Linked DNA regions of Rattus norvegicus: region 2 is linked to region 1. The links are chromatin contacts, called in public Hi-C maps. All regions are on one chromosome and are shown on one strand. The core of a region is the stretch at or near the end of the contact, and the rest is flanking DNA. Distances in the headings are between cores, read along the strand shown. Region 1 holds the start of Denr (density regulated reinitiation and release factor). Region 2 holds the start of Zcchc8 (zinc finger CCHC-type containing 8).

Region 1 (3,152 bases), core at 36-2,535:
TGTAGCCTTGGGTGACCTCAAGCTCAGCAATCCTCCTGTTTCGGTTGCTTAAACTACAGGCATAGATGGCCAGGTCTGGGTAAACACACACACACACACACACACACACACACACACACACACTTAAAGAGAGGGTTTTTGTTTAGCCCTGGCTGTCCTAGAACTCGTTCTGTAAACCAGGCTGATATCCACCTGCCTCTGCCTTCTGGGTGTTGTTGGGATTAACATGCATACTACCATGCTCAGCAAAATGTACATTTTTGTTGTGTAATCTTTTTATTTCCAGTCTGTCGATTGAATCCAGAGCCTTGTCCATTCAAGGCAAATGACCTACCGCTGAGCTACAGGCCAACTGCTTTAAACTTTGTAGACGATGCCAGAGATGGGGCCATATGTCAGGTAGCTTAGTTCATGCAAAATAAGCTATAAGCAGAAAATTAAAGGGATCGCAGCAGTGGCTGTGAATGAAGCTGGATTTGGAGAAGGTGAATTTTGTGGATGTGACAGAGGCGATGTTAACCAAAAGAGCAACTGTCTTCCTACCAGAGCTCTGAAAGTTGTCCCAGTGTCATTCTTGTTTCACAAGTGGGACTTGGGCTGAGGATGCAGATGGAGGGATTTCCCCAAAATAAAAACAAGGAAGCAAAACTTAAACAAGGACGTCTGTGGTTAAAACCAGAAATCCTGAGACAGGATGGAAAAATTCCAGTATAGAACACGTAGAAGGTGAGATATGCACAAAGGAGTATATGGAAATAGTTGTCAGCCTGATGATATAAATTTGAACAGTAATTAATATGAGCTTTGCACGAGTAATTCCTATTTAGGGAATCGTAATGAAATAAAACCCAATGTCTCATCCAGCCACAGTCTCTCCGCCGAGGGGTGACTTATGCATCAGGCTAGTGGTTAGTCGGGGTTCTAGGATGTAGCCCAGACACTGGGGCAAGGCTCCCCACATCACTAACAGGGAGTCACCTGTGACTCAAGAGCCTCTGTGCCCGTCCAGTCCACGCCCCACTGCGCAGGAACACCGAGAGCCGCTCGCTCGTTCTTGCTCATAGGTAGCGTGCGCCTCCTACTGGCCGTCCGCCTCTACGCAACTCGGTCCCGCCCCCTCACCCAGGCTCAACGCAGGGCGCATGCTCCTCCCTCTTCGCCCCGCCCTCCCCCAGCACGTAGGCTTCTCGCGACATCCGCCTAGCGGCCGCCGGGATATCGCGATAAAGGCTTATTGTCTCGCGCGAGCGTGCCCAGCAGACGGATTTCGGGCAGCTGTGGCCGGGAAGAGGAGTTGCATGTGTCGCTTCAGCTGGCGGGAGCGGAGGCGGCGGGGGCTGTGCGACCGGCTGGGTAACGAGCGTTCGCGCTGCTGTGGCTTCTGAGGAGCTGGTGGAGCGTCTTAAGGGCAGCCGAGGCGCTGCCTGAAGGAAGGGGGCCGGGCCGAGCGTCTCCACGCCCGCCCACATGGGGGCCTCCTGTGGCGTTCCCGGGATCTCCCCTTAGCCTCAGCCTCCCTATGGGCTACCGGTCCTTTTCCTGGTCCTGGCCCGATTTTATCTCTCCAGGCCGTGGCACTTCCATTCTCGTCCCCTGGCTCGGTCTCTTTCGGTATTTTGCTGTCGCCGCACCTTGCATTCTGGGCACCCTCGAGTGACTCGCCCCTGTCCTGCAGAGAGATGTCTGTACCTTTAACTGCAGTTTTGCATCCCTCCCATATCAACCTCAGACCTGCCCGGTCTTTGTAGAAGTCACCCACCCCAATTATTTGCCCCCTACCGCTTCCTCTTTTCCTCTGGTGTCCCTTTTGCCCCTGCCCCCAACTCTGAGCCTTCATGGCCCATTTATTCTTGCTGCCTTGTAAACCCCTGGACCAGGTAGATAAGCCTGCAGTTGATCATTAGTGAATCTAATGAGACTCGTGTCCTTTTTTTTTTTTTTTTTAATAGAATCAAAACCGCTTTGGTGTTCAGGGATCCATGGTGAAAGCTAAGACTGCACCCCAGTGCCGCTTTACGGGGTCGAGCTCCCAGATCGTGAAGTTGTGTCGTTTTGTTTCCAGGTTTGTGAGATGGCTACTGACATTTCTGAATCCAGCGGGGCTGATACGAAGAACAGTGCCAAGCTAGATGCGGATTACCCTCTCCGAGTCCTTTATTGTGGAGGCAAGTGTTGGAGTGACTTGCTCACTGATTTTTTATTTTTTTTTTTTATACCCAGTATTGACAGCTTCACATTTGGTCCTGTTACCTCCCCCAAATGTCTCTGTGGTTGGGTGGATTCTTAGTTGAAGAGGGGTGGGCCTAGTGAGGACCCATGGGTTATTAGAAGTATGGAAAAGCTGAGGAAGTGAAATGTTAGGAGGAGAGGCAGGGCCTGGAGATGTTACTTAGTGGCACAGCACTTGTCCAGAAAGTTCAAAACCTCTAGGTTCAGTCCCAGTACTGGAGTGAGGAGGGATCTGGTGAGGGGAGCTTGATGTGGGACTAGAATCTTGAACAGGTTTTTGGGTTTTTTGTTTGTTTGTTTGTTTGTTTGTTTTGTTTTGTTTTTTTGTTTTTTTGCCCCATTACATTTTAATTTCATTTGTGCTTCTTACGTGTACTTGTGTTATGGTCCATGTGTGGATGTCGAGGACCTTTTGTGAGCCTTAGTTATGTCTGCCATGTGGATCCTGGGATTGAATGCTGGTCCTCAGGCTTGGCATCAGATACCTTTACCCATGAGCTCCTTGAGCAGCTTTCAAGTCTTACAGTACAGGGAGGGTGTTGGTTAAAGAGTACATAGAGATGAGGTCGGAGTGATGCGTAGCGTGACAGTCTTGGGAAAGTCTGGTTTGAATAATATGATGGGGTTTTTATGTGTGTATATGTGTTTGTGTGTGGACGTGGCTATGTGTGCTTGTGATGCCAGGGGTTAGAGTCGGATGACCCCCTCACTCACTCCGTTGTGTTGTTTCTTAGAAAAGGTCTCTCACTGAATCCGGCATTCCTAATGAGCTGGACTGGCTGGGTAACAAGCACTGTGGATTCTCGGCCTCCCCAGTGTTGGGGGCTGTGGTCCTGGGCCTCAGCCTCTCCAGAAACATGCTCCCTGTCCCGAGGCTCCATCACCAAGGAAAGGCAGGCCCTGTCTCTAGTCATCATACACTT
Region 2 (3,083 bases), core at 384-2,883, 190 kb before region 1:
TGCTGTCACTAAAGAGATGAACAGCAAAGGGGCATCTTAGGTGTCATTTCAAGATCTCATACCTGGGTCTTGTCAGAATGTTCAACTTTCTTTTAAGTTCTTGATGTTATTACTGGTTAAGGAATATCAGTCCTCAGGATGTACAATTAGGCAGGTCATAAAATCCAGCCACTAAAACGTTCACTTTTGATATCCAAATGTTATAAATGTAAAGAAGGACCTGTAAGCATTTTGAGGGGAGACACACTGGGTACATGTTTCGCCGAGGACAGGACAACTGGACCTAAACATTAAAACGATATTCATCCCTTTGAACATGTAAGACATGATCCCTGAAGTTCAGAAACAGTCTAAGAGATCAACCAAAAATTTCAGTTAGATCGTGGTGTTCTGGGAACAAGCTAAAGCAATCACTTAAGAAAAATTTCCATCGTCAAAGCAAAATGGTAAATTATAAAGGCAATATAGCAAAATGTTAACAAGAATGTGAGAGTACACTTATGGATAGGAAATGCACAATCTTTCCAACTCTCTAGCGTTGTAAAAGTTTTCAGGGGTTGGGGATTTAGCTCAGTGGTAGAGCACTTGCCTAGCAAGCTCAAGGCCCTGGGTTCGGTCCCCAGCTCCGAACAAAAAAAGAAAAAAGAAAAAAGAAAAAAAAAAGTTTTCAAAGTGTCACGGGAAAATAGTATCATGAAAAAAAAAAATCAGACTTTAACTTCGAAAGTTGACACGTCAAACATGCTCAGGATTCAGGATAAATTTTAAAAGTAAAGTTACCTGAACTAAAACGACCTAAGAACGGAAATTAGCATACCAGCAAATCCACATACGTTATAATCATGTTAAGAAAGTCGAAGGGAACTTTGGCGCGTTTTTCCCAGAGCACTTCGATGCGAGTTAGCTCAAGAAATGTAAAACTAATCTCGACAATTAACCAAGTCTCTTTGCATGCTAACTCTTTAAGGCCCCCGATTCTGCATCAGAGTGGGCACTCAGCTTTTGCCCCTCCACAAATATCCCATTCCGCGGCTGCGATACCCGCATCTTCAAACACACATCTACACTAGTCTCTGCTTGAGCTTGGCACGCAAAGACAGAAAATACGGTGACCTCAAAGACTGGGAGAGAAGTGTTTCCAATCTAACAGTTATGGTTCTGGAGTCACCCAGGAGAGCAGCTTTGAGCTGGGGGGCCAGGTTGGTCTGCACAGGAAGATTCTCACAAGCAAGGGTTTGGGCGCAGGCCCCGGTTGCAACCGGACCGAGACTTCCCGCCCGCCAGCCGGCAGGGCCGCGGGAGAAATGACTTAGAATGCGGATTCTCTTGGAATTTCCGCCGCGCCCCCGCCCGCCGCCGCACAGACCCCAAGTGCCAGGTGATAGGGCCCAACAAGCCGGAAGGATATTCTCGGCGCGGAGTTGCTCGATGGTTTCCTCACAGCGCCGAAGCTGCTCCTGCAGTTCCGCGTCACCCACCCCATTCTCATCGTCGTCGTCGTCTTCCTCCTCGTCGTCCTTGAAGCGGGTGTGAACGGGCTTCGGGGTCGACTCCTCTTGAGGATCAAACGCCTCGAATAGCTCTAGGTCGCCAAAATCCACACCGGCCGCCATTTTGGATTGTGGGAAAGATTCGAGGGCAGGGTGCGAAGGTTGTAGGGCAGCACCGCTCTCCCTAGAGGCTTTTCTCCACACACAGGCCTCCAAAGCCGTCTAGGGGCGGGACCTGGCCGGAGACTACAACTCCCAGAATGCCAAGGCCTCCCTCATGCCTCCTTCCGACTGGGTCCTGGAGCGTGGCATCCTGGGATATGTGGTTTCTAAGCGACTGGTCTCATTGTTTGCATTGCACACTGGGATTGAACCTTTTTAAAACGGTTCCGAATGAGTTAAAACAATATGGATTGTCTCCGTTAGGCATCCAAAGCTGAAGAATCAAAGCCGGATATATGGCTTTGACAAGTTGTGGTGCGGTTGCCCAATGTCGAAAAGAGAAAACAGGAATTCTACTTTTGCCGCAGATGACATGTGTACTCTTAGACATACTTTATTTTGCTTATTTCGTTTGTAAATGAATGAAAGATTAGGTTATTACACTTAGATTTCTCTAAGGAGGCTTTTTATAGGTTCATCATTCATTCATTCACCATATATTGACTACTTTTAATGCGTGGGGCACGTCGCTAGGGCAAAGTAATATATGTATCCTCATGAACGCCAATCAGGGACGGGAAGGAAAAAACAAATCAGAAAACCTTTTATTATGTTTCTGCTTTCATATCCAGTTGGGTTTGGATGGATATTCGTCATCACATGTTAAAATCACAAGAAATTATAACCTGTAACGAATAATAATGTCAGGATGGTTGTGGTCTCTGTCAGAGGCCAGTTCCTGCAGTGTAGTCAGTGATCCAAGGAGGGGTTGGTGATTAATGTTAAGCAAGCAAGCACGCAAGCACGCGTACACACACACACACACACACACACACACACACACACACACACACACACACACACACACCACGTGGGGAGGCAAGGCTTTAAAAAGCTTCAACAACTTTATTATTTCTCTAGTAGCTTATATTGAAAGACCACCAGGGTAGGGAAGCTCCCCACTCAAATCTCGAGACAATGCAACCCCCAAGAACTCACGAGAAACCGGTCTTGACGTAATAAACAAGAGGTGTACTTGAGGAACCAGAGCTCTGGGGAGGACACTTATCTCACACAGGAGACAGAGGAGTCAACCCCGAGCCCAATTAGGGGAAGGGATTTATAGGGAAAATTACATAGGCAGTTAGCAACAGTCACACAAAGCAATTTCATTGGTTTGTAACTTGGGCTCAGTTCAACTCTAGGCCACCCTGCTTCTGGGGCAAGCTGGCCCTAATTCTCATTTTTCTCAGGACTGTTGAGTCAGGCCTTATCGAGGTCAGATGGTTTGTGGTGCCTATAGCCAGGCTACATCCCCAAAACATGTTATGTTATTATTTGCTGTGAGGTGCACTTGTCCTCACAGCAGGGTCAGTGGGGGATAGTTTAAAATCTTTATTCTTTCAATATCTTCCAGCAAAATCTCCCAAA

What was found. A called contact is a pair of places that touch in the nucleus more often than the background predicts.
Region 2: a Hi-C map of frontal cortex shows a contact between it and region 1, with 1.7 times the contacts expected there. The contact joins the promoter of Zcchc8 here to the promoter of Denr in region 1. A contact is called at or near these places in 2 of 12 Hi-C or Micro-C datasets (frontal cortex and kidney).

Annotation. Positions count from the first base shown.
Region 1 is chr12:38,342,873-38,346,024 of GRCr8, reverse strand. Denr (density regulated reinitiation and release factor) reads left to right here and starts at 1,285. Exons shown (of 8, transcript NM_001115046.2): 1 at 1,285-1,353; 2 at 2,063-2,165. The coding sequence starts at 2,072.
Region 2 is chr12:38,528,791-38,531,873 of GRCr8, reverse strand. It overlaps Zcchc8 (zinc finger CCHC-type containing 8), which reads right to left and starts at 1,633. Exons shown (of 14, transcript NM_001400968.1): 1 at 1,409-1,633; 2 at 63-105. The coding sequence starts at 1,613.